Regions from separate parts of the Mus musculus genome. Here region 1 is linked to region 2. A link is a contact called in public promoter capture Hi-C data. All regions are on one chromosome and are shown on one strand. The core of a region is the stretch at or near the end of the contact, and the rest is flanking DNA. Distances in the headings are between cores, read along the strand shown.

Region 1 (4,678 bases), core at 614-3,113, 370 kb before region 2:
TTGAAATGATCAGCACAACTCTTGTGGAGAGTGTGGGGGAAAATACATTGGAACGCCTGGACCAGGGACAGGAGACCTGAAGACAGGCTGTGGGAAAGGACTGTGAGTAAGGACTGAAGACACCAGAGCTCTGAGGAAAGCTGAGGTGGCAGAGACCCTTCAGGAAAGCAGAATGAACAGGGTTTAGAACCCAATGAGCCCACCTTTGGCAACCTTAGACATCAAGACAGGTACAGAGCACACATTAGCAGAGACGGGGGGGGGGGGGGAGATTACTTCTTAGCAAACACTGTATCCAGGAGGGTGGAGTGGAGGAGAGCTTTGACAAGGAGAACCTAAGTCAGAGGAGGACTGGAAGGAGCTCATGTTTGTCTTCACTCTGAGAGCCCTGAGTAGGGGCTTTCTTGGTCACTGGTTCCTCCCACTGCTCACTTGGCGTGAGGAGTGCAGCCTTAACCCTGCCAGTCAGATAACCTGGAATGGGGTGTGGCCTGCCACTTCTCCATCCTTACACCTGTCCTGGTCTGAGACACTGGTAGCTGTGTAAGAGATGCTCAGGAATCAAGGTCCAAAGCCAGGACGACTGTGTTTGCCCACAGTGGCCCAGCAAGCTGTGGATGGCGCCAGCACCTTGAGTCTGCCCTCTCATTGCAGAGCCTGTGTGCTCTGGGGTGGACAGAGCTTGTTCTTTTCTTAGGGTCCTATTAGTTCAGGAGCTCACCTAACATGAGGTCTGGAGCAACAGCCTGCCCAGGCTGCTGGGGTTCTGGATCAGCGTGCTCACCTTCTGGTGAAAGGACAAAGCTCTGACCCTGGCTGTCACTGGCGCATGCAGAGCAGTGGGGCCTCGCCTGTAGAAAGAGTTCATCCTGGGCTGCTTGGTAAGTGGTAGCAGCAGTGACTCCATAGCAAAGCTACCTCTCATCTGGGGATGATGCCTAGGACCACCACCTGCCAATGGGAGATTCCAGGTACCTGAAATGGCTTTCCTCCAAAGTTGAAGTGCTTTGATGTTCCAAATCTTATTTAATCCTTTGCGACATTTGCAGGACGATATTGAAGACTTTTAAAGTAACTCAAATCATTATCTTAGTGCTGGAGAGAAAACCTTTCTCCTAGGCGCTATGTGCAAGCACACAGACTGTGTTCAAAATGGCAAGTGTCTCTGCACTCCCCCACCAAATACCCAATCCTGAGATTCCCAGACCCGTACTATGACCTTCCCCACTCAGTTTCATCTGAAATCTAACTGGGTTGGTTCCCCTTGCAGGCTGCGTACCGCGGGGAGCCAGGGGTTAAAACCCGGGGCGTCTGTGGCCCCCTTCCCCCTCCCCAGCCCCCTCGTCTCCACTCGGCGCCTTGCCTGGAGCGAAGGTTCCCAGCCCTGCACTAAAGGGGAGGGGGAGAAATGGGCTTGTTTCTCGTGGCCAATCCACGAGCTCGCGGTGCCTCAGAGGAGGCGCCAGCATTAGGGCGGCCCAGGGCTGCAGGCTTCCCGCGGCAAAGTACAAATGCGCCCGAGCGCGGCGTCTGGCGCCCGAGGCGTGCACAGCGGCAGCGCTCAACCTCCCCCGCGCCGCCACCGAGGGTCTTGTCGCCCCACCGCGCCCCAGACCCGCGCCGGACCCCGCGCCGCCGCGCCGCCGCCAGCCAGCGCCACAGGGACACTGCACCCCGGTGACCGCACCCCGCAGATCCCGGTTCTCTAGCTAGCACCTTCTCCCTCTCTGCCATAGCCTTTTTCTTCATTTCCCCAACTAATTTCTCTCTCTCTCTCTCTCTCTCTCTCTCTCTCTCTCTCTCTCTCTCTCTCTCTCTCTCTCTCTCTCTCTCTCTTCTCCTCGTCCCCTCCCCACCGTCCTCTCATCCTCACCTTAGACCTCTCCTGTCCTTGGCTCCTCTTCATCTTTGCTTTTCCGACTCCTCAAGCAGCGGTCCTACTTGGTCCTCTGAGGACTTACTTGTGTCCTTATCTCACTTTCTCCCGGCTCATCCCGGGGTTGTCTGACCTTGGGACAAGGAAGGATGGTTCCCGGGGTGAGGATCATCCCCTCTTTGCTGGGACTCGTGATGTTCTGGCTCCCGTTGGACTCGCAAGCACTATCCCGTAAGTAGAAACCAGGCAAAGTCTGGGCAGGCAGGGGAGGGATGCGAACCAGTGGGATGTACTTTGCTGGAAGATGTTAGTTAGGACCTGGGGACCCCTTAACGCTTGCATTTATCCAGGCAGCACCTGCATAGCAGGGGTAGATGTTGCTCCATGACCAGTGTGGGCTGGTGAGTCTTGGGGGGAGAAAAGTTTGGCAGAGTTTCTTTCTGGGGTGCTGCTGGGGGAAGAGCAGTGTGCATTGTGGGAAGGGACTTTACTCCCAGCAGCCTGATGTGTTGAGTGTGAAAGACGGAAAGGCTGATGAGCTCCTGGGCTGAAAGATGAACAAAGTGGAGTCCATTATCGCTTTTGATACTCACAACACTCCATGAGGTGTCATCATTACATTTAATTGATGAGTAAAATCGGCAGGGCAAAGAGAAGAAAGTTTCCGAAGCTGGTAAGCTATCCAAAGCCAAGAGTCTAATTCCAAATCCTGCCTTTACAGCGTCTGGGAGACACCCCGATGTGGGGCTGTGAGACTGGAAGGCATCGGGGCGTGGTGAAAAAAGATGAGGTTCTTCATCTTCCCAGCCTCACTGTGTGCCAGCTGATGGGTCAGACACGGAGGGCACCTCACCATCTCTTTTCTAATCTATAAAATAGGAGCCTCTTAAAGCCGTTAAATGTATTAAATGACAGGGAGCAGGCAGAGCAGCTTGTATAGAGATGCTACAAGGTGGCCTCATCAAAGTGTATCAGCTGCCTAAGCCCCCAGAGTTTCCACTTCAAACAGTAGGTTATGCAGGACCACAGCCTCTGTTTCCTAACTGCCCCTCCTTATGCTGGTGACTCCTTCTGAACCTCCCCAATAAAGAAACAGAGCCCAACAAGGACAGTAGTTTGCTCCAGGCCACCAAACTTGAAGACCCAGGTCCCCACCCCCTAGCTGACAACCTTTTCCAGGCTTGGCTCCACCTGCCAGCTCTGCTTCTGACTGGCTACTGGCTTTGTGGAGCTAGTGAGGCTAGATTCTGTCCTGCTTCTGGGAATGGAAATGTTGCATGTCTGTCTGACGTCCCCTAGCCTGTCAGTGGCATGAGAATTATGGACACCCTCATGTCTCATAAGACAACACAGAGAGCTCAGACTTGGCTTCAATTCCTGACTGCCTCTTACACCTGAGTCATTTTTCAAACTTCTGTGAACTTCAGTTTCTTCATCGGCAAACAAGAGCTACTAACCAAGGTCTAAGGATGTGGGGGAGGACTAAAGGGAGTGATGCTTTCAGATGCATACTGTCAAATATTCAGTAAATACCCCCTCCTTCCTTAAGCCCTGAGAGTTTCCTCCTAGCCTGCCTGCTGTCCACTGAAGGAGACTTAGTCTCAGAGGACTGCCATGCCTGCCCTGGACTTGACCCTGGCCCTGCAGCTTCCTTTCCAATACCATTGCCCTGGGTGAACCACTCTGATGATGGCTCAGAAGTACTCAAAGCCCCCGTCTGCCCACCATGACCACCTTCAACAATTCAGACACCTCTTCCAGAAAATTCTACCTGGTGACCAGCTCCCTTTCTGACCTCCCCTCCTCTGTGCCTCCAAGAGCCTTCCTGTCTGTTTCTGTCACTAGGTTCTTCAGTTGGCTACCTCCCCCATAAATACAGAACCCCAGACACTCAAGAAAATGACTATCACTAAAGCGAGGTGGCCTGGCATTCTGGGAGGAGCATTAAGATCCTGGTGGTGTCATGGCTGAAAGAGCTTTCTCTTCTGTGTCTACTATCGGATTATCTCCTTTCACAGTTCATCTGAAGGAGGGTCTGCTACAAGGCCACAAAGGAAGGAACAGAGACCTAGATCCTAACCCAGGTCCCGTCATTTGTTGGCCGTGGGAATTGGGACACATCCCGTATCTCTGAACCTAATGATGATTGGTGCTGTAGGTCTAAGAATTTTGCAAGTCTCCTGCTGGTATCCTATTTTAAGGTCTTGCATGAAAGCTCTTGTCTTAGGGTAAGAGAGATCTCAAGCCTGTGGTGTGTAAGAAGTCCCCTGGTGACATCCAAAGTGCTTTTACAAATGGTGCCAACAGATGGGTGTTCTTAGGTCCAAGCCAGCCACACCGTTAAGTATGTCTAGGGCAAGTGAGCCGGGGTTTTGGCATACTCCTTACCTGAAGTCCAAGGATGCTCGGTCGGCAAAGGTTATTTATTCTCTCTGGCTCTACTTCCACCTGCAGATCCATACTGAGTCCAAGCTAAGCCACACTGAGCCCTAACTGTCTGACACTCACCACTGACTGATCCCCAGTTCCACCTGAGGCTGGAGGCTCTGGCCTCATTTCTGACTGGTGCTGATCCCAGTTCCAGGTGGAGTCACATCTGTGTGGTTCCACCCTGGTCATGCATCCCCTCTGTGACCCAGAAGTGGCCACATTCCCAACTCATCTCCAGGACCTTCTCTGGTACTTGCTCCTCTCTGCACCGTGTCCTTACAAACTGCCTAACAAGCTTCATGAGTCTCTTCTCTTATCTAATGTTACTTCCAAGAAAGGGTCAGTCTCTAAGTCAGACATCAACCCTCAAGG
Region 2 (4,588 bases), core at 166-2,665:
TATATCTACCAGCTTCTCTCTCCAATCCCAAATCCAACATAGGTCTCTTTTCTCTTTACCATCAGTAGTCCTCCAAATAGCCCAATGACTATCCAGTTCTCTCTGCCTTCCAGCAGCTCTTACTAGGATGTTCAACTATCACGATTTCTCCAGCAGGCAAGCATCCTATAACTATAAATGACACAGCCTGTCAGGGATCTAAATTTCTAAAGTTTCTTTCATTAGCTCAGCTTTTATATTGGGAGTGTAGCTCAGTGATGTGGCATTTATCTAGTTCTGGGTTCCAGCCTCAACACCACAAAAATTAATAAATGTTTCTAACCCACACACATAAGCACACACACACACTCAAGCCCTACTCCCTTTCCAGCAAACCATTTACTCCCATTTTATTGTTAAGTGGTTACTCCCAGTGCTTCACTAAGTCTAATTCTTAGACCAATAGATAGTTTCCCTCAGGTCCCATTTGCTTGGCAAAACAAAACAATTGACAAAATCTTCTTTGGTTTTCAGATTTTACCTCTCCAGTGCTTCCATTTAACAAATCCTACTCGAAATTATTTCTCAGTCTCTGGGATATCAGTGGTCACTGTTCCAAACTCAGCTGTCTTCCTCATCACACCCCCCCTATTTCCCTAGCCTCTGGGCTCACTCCCTTGATAACAGTCCCCTAGCCATGTTCTCTGTCTTTCCTTAGGCCTATTCTCCAAGTTTTCTGATTCACCCCCTCATTCTCTGAACTTGACTCTTACACTTCTGGAAACTTTCTCTAGAACCTTCTACTCCCTAGTCTTTGCCTCAGATGTTTTCTATAACCCTCAGGTAAAAACCTTCTTACTCCTGGCTCACTTACTTGATTCCCCAAACCCGTCAACTTTTCTCTCAGTCATTCCCTATTCCCCTCAACGATGCCAGATTTCTCCTCATCTCACTGATTCACTCTTTCTCCCAGACTCATCACTTCTAGAGTTGATTCCCGTCATCCCTTAGATTATCCTTTCATTTTCTCAACCTTGTCCTTATTCCCCTTCTCCAACAATGTTATCAGTCCTCCAGTGGACTACTCCCTTAGCGCCTCACCTAGTCCCCAAATCTACCTTCTACTCTATCTAAACACCTCCAGGCCAAGGCCAGCATTTCCTCCAATTCACAGCGTCCCTTCCCGTGGCACTCTGAATGCCCAGACACCAATCTCCAATGGCCTGGGCCTGGTCTCCTGGGAGAGTGGTACAAGTCACGTACCCCATCCGCATCTTGGCTCCGCTCTGACTGCCCCCGCTGCCGGGTAGAGGAGGGCGAGAAGGTAGGCGGCCGAGGTGCATGCTTTTTTCAAGGGCCGACATCAAAGGGAGGCCGCACGTCGACAACAGTGGCCCAAGGTCCGTCCCACGATACGTGCAGTACAACCGGTCACAGCTCTCTCCTCTAACGACGCCCAGTCGCCTTTGGACAGCAACCAGCCACCGGCAGCGCCGCCTACCGCCCACTGGCTCAGTAAGCCCCGCCCCCTCGCCGCAGCGCTTCCACCGGAAGTGCGCAACAGCCTTCGCACAAAGGAAACTGGGTAACGGAGTCTGCGGATCTCTCAGACTCCTATCAGAGAACTCGACAACCCTAGCAGGAAGAGACCTCTTGAAGGCAATGCATGCTGGACAATGAAGTCCTCAAATAGTGTATCAATTTGCGCTTGCGCAGATGCAGGTGCCCTGGTCCAACTTGGCCAAGGTAGGGAAGCAAAGCATCATGGGTGTTGTAGTCCATTTGCAGGGGCTCTAATTGGCGCCTTCTTTTGGCACCGCTTTCCGGGAACTGTTGGTGAAAGAGTGTTTCTTCCTGCGTCCCAGGCTTCCCAGCGGCGCCCGTTGCCGGGGAACGCAGGCGCCGTGGGAAGGGATGGCGGGAGCGTACAGCTTAGGAGCTGGCACCTGCGTTGAATTTGTGACGAAGGGCCCAGGCTCGGGATGAAACAACGGAAAGGCCAAGGGCCTGGGGGCGGCCGTGGGCGCAAAAAGAGAGGTAACTTTATTTCTTTAAGGTTGAGAAAAGCATAAAAGGGCTAAAGAATTCTAAGGAGACTTCCACCCGCTCCGGTTAAACAAAACAAAACAAAACAAAAGAGGACGGAAGAGAGACTAACTAGGGAACCAGAAAGTTAAGAGAATTTTTTTTTTTTTTAAAGAATGGAAAGGAAGTAGCGCCTGAGGGTCGATAAATGAGGCAAGTGAGGATTAATAGATACGGATAGGAGAACAACAAAATTAAACGTGCTCTTTTTACGACAGGGATACACGTATGTGTGTTAGAGGTATTCGGAGTAGGGGGAAGGGACATAACTCTGTCCGGAAAAACCTTAGATGGTGAAAGGGTGTGTGATAGAGGACATCGTGAAACCTGTAACCCAAGCTTACTCAAAAAGCAAATAAAACCACTTATATATATATATACCCTTCTACTTCTCTGATTTTTTCCTTGGGAAGCGATTGCGCTTCATAAGAATATACTGAGATCTCATCAGGAATCAATACAAGGAGTTTTTTCAACTAAAACAGTTTGTGTCCTGTAGCATGAAGAAAAAGATCTACCATAAAGCGCAGGGATAATTCGTTGAAATGGAAACATATGTGCATATATGGACTGCTCCTCACTTAGAATGACTTGAATCCAACTTAAATCCTCTTAGTTATCCAGCTCCTATAAGGGGGCCCTATGAACCCCAGGCTGGCCTTGAACTTGATCCGCCTGCAGAAAAACTCTTGGTTTTTTTTGTTTTGTTTGTTTGTTTGTTTGTTTTGTTTTTAAGTCTTCTCTAAATCTTTCAGAAAAGGTACTGACTGAAAGGAAAGCCAGAGTTGTAACTGATCGCTTCATTTACATATTATTCATCACCTTTCTGAACTCTAGTAAGATTTGACGTTAACATTTTGAACCCAGAACCAAAGGTAGCAGCAAACCTAAAAATGTTAGTCTCTGTCCTTGACTGTATGGTCTTGACAGCAAAGACAATTTAAGAGTGAGATAAAGAGCCTGCTGTGGTGGGCTAGCCTTTAAGCCCAGTACTTGGGAGGCAGAGGCAGGCAGATCTTTGTGAGTTCAAGGCCAGCCTGGTCTACAAATCAAATCTAGGCCAGCCAGAGCGGGTTACACTGAGGATCCCTGTCTCAAAACAAACAAACAGAACAAAAAAAGAGTGAGGTTAAGAATAATGTATCTTCTCCATTATTTTATTTATTCATTTTACATCCCAGTTGCTGCCCCCTCTACCGACCTCACAGAGTCCCTCTCCCACGATAACGTATCTTAACTGTGGTCAACTATGGATTTACAACAGTATTAAACAAAACTTCCAACTACGGAGATTTTAAAATCTGTCCACTGGTTTTATTGTCTTTATGCTTTTCAAATAATATCTTTCAATTAAAGAAAAGTTTGGATTAACATAAGTGACCAGGTAGGTTATTTTATGGCCTGTTTTTCTAGTTACTTCTCAGTTCTGTTAGGAAAAGCCTTCTCTGTCGACACTGAGTTTTATTTTTCATTCAAAGAATATATAGGGTATATAGACCTTATCCCAGCTCTCAGGAGGAAGAGGCAGGTGGATCTCTGCGAGTTTGAGGCCAGGCAGTTTTAAGTAAGTGAATTCCAGACAAGCCAGGATTACCTAGTAAGATGTCTAAAAAAAAGAAAAAAAAAAAAAAAGAAAGAAAGAAAAAGAAAAAAAAAGCAGAAAATTCTGTTTTCCATAGTTGGACCAGATTTTGACTGAGTGTGTTGTATTCCTCGTAGGTTTGAGTGACATTTCACCGTCTACAAGCCTGCCACCTCTGGTTGAAGGGCAGTTACGCTGCTTTCTCAAACTCACTATTAATAAGGTTGTATGGAAGATTGCGAAGCCTCCTACTTCTGTACTTGTCCGAGTAAGGTGGTGGGGAGAAACATCCGATGGAACCCTCTTTTGTCCCAGAGATGCATTACAGACTGAGCCAAAAGCTGTGAGAACAACTACCCGTTACGGGATTCGCTGTGGTCCAAAGCAGTTTACCTCGTATCTGACAGGTATGGCTTTGTTGTATTGTCTTAACTGCAAACCTGACTTGAAACGTGCTTGTTGTCAGCAGCCCATCAATTAAACAGACACCATCTTTAAACTGTCTTTCCTGCCAAGAACATACAGTCAAGGACAGAGACTAACATCTTTTGATTTTCCCACCACTTTTTAGAGCTGGGTTCATAATAACTTTGAATCTCACCAGATTTCAGAAGGATGGTAAATCAAAAGGTAAATGGTATTTATTTGTAAAACTTGAACCCTCAAAGGAGGAGGATTAGCAAGTCAGTAAGAAAAAAAAATGTCTCTTTTAATACAGGAATCAACACTCATGCATTTGTCAGTACATCCTGTGAGATAACTATACATCATATGAACATTCAAGTTGGCATGAGAACTGTAGGATTTAGGGAAAGTAACTTTACATTTCTGACCTATCTCCTCACCTGTAAAATGAGATCAGATGCCTGCTCTTTGACCTTTGGGTGTTTCCTGAAGAAGCAGCATGCTTGAGTTGAAAGAAACACAGCTGAAGTCTAGACA

The links. Capture Hi-C pulls out chosen DNA fragments and counts their contacts.
Region 1: a promoter capture Hi-C map of pancreatic islet shows a contact between it and region 2. The contact joins the promoter of Chrdl2 here to the promoter of Ppme1 in region 2. A contact is called at or near these places in 7 of 39 promoter capture datasets (embryonic stem cells, frontonasal cranial neural crest, hippocampal neurons and 3 more) and 1 of 9 other capture datasets (pancreatic islet).

Annotation. Positions count from the first base shown.
Region 1 is chr7:100,004,541-100,009,218 of GRCm38.p6, forward strand. It overlaps Chrdl2 (chordin-like 2), which reads left to right and starts at 1,864. Exons shown (of 11, transcript NM_133709.3): 1 at 1,864-2,107. The coding sequence starts at 2,026.
Region 2 is chr7:100,370,481-100,375,068 of GRCm38.p6, forward strand. Ppme1 (protein phosphatase methylesterase 1) reads right to left here and starts at 1,416. Exons shown (of 14, transcript NM_028292.2): 1 at 1,243-1,416. The coding sequence starts at 1,343. It overlaps C2cd3 (C2 calcium-dependent domain containing 3), which reads left to right and starts at 1,753. Exons shown (of 33, transcript NM_001017985.3): 1 at 1,753-2,016; 2 at 3,784-4,053. The coding sequence starts at 1,962.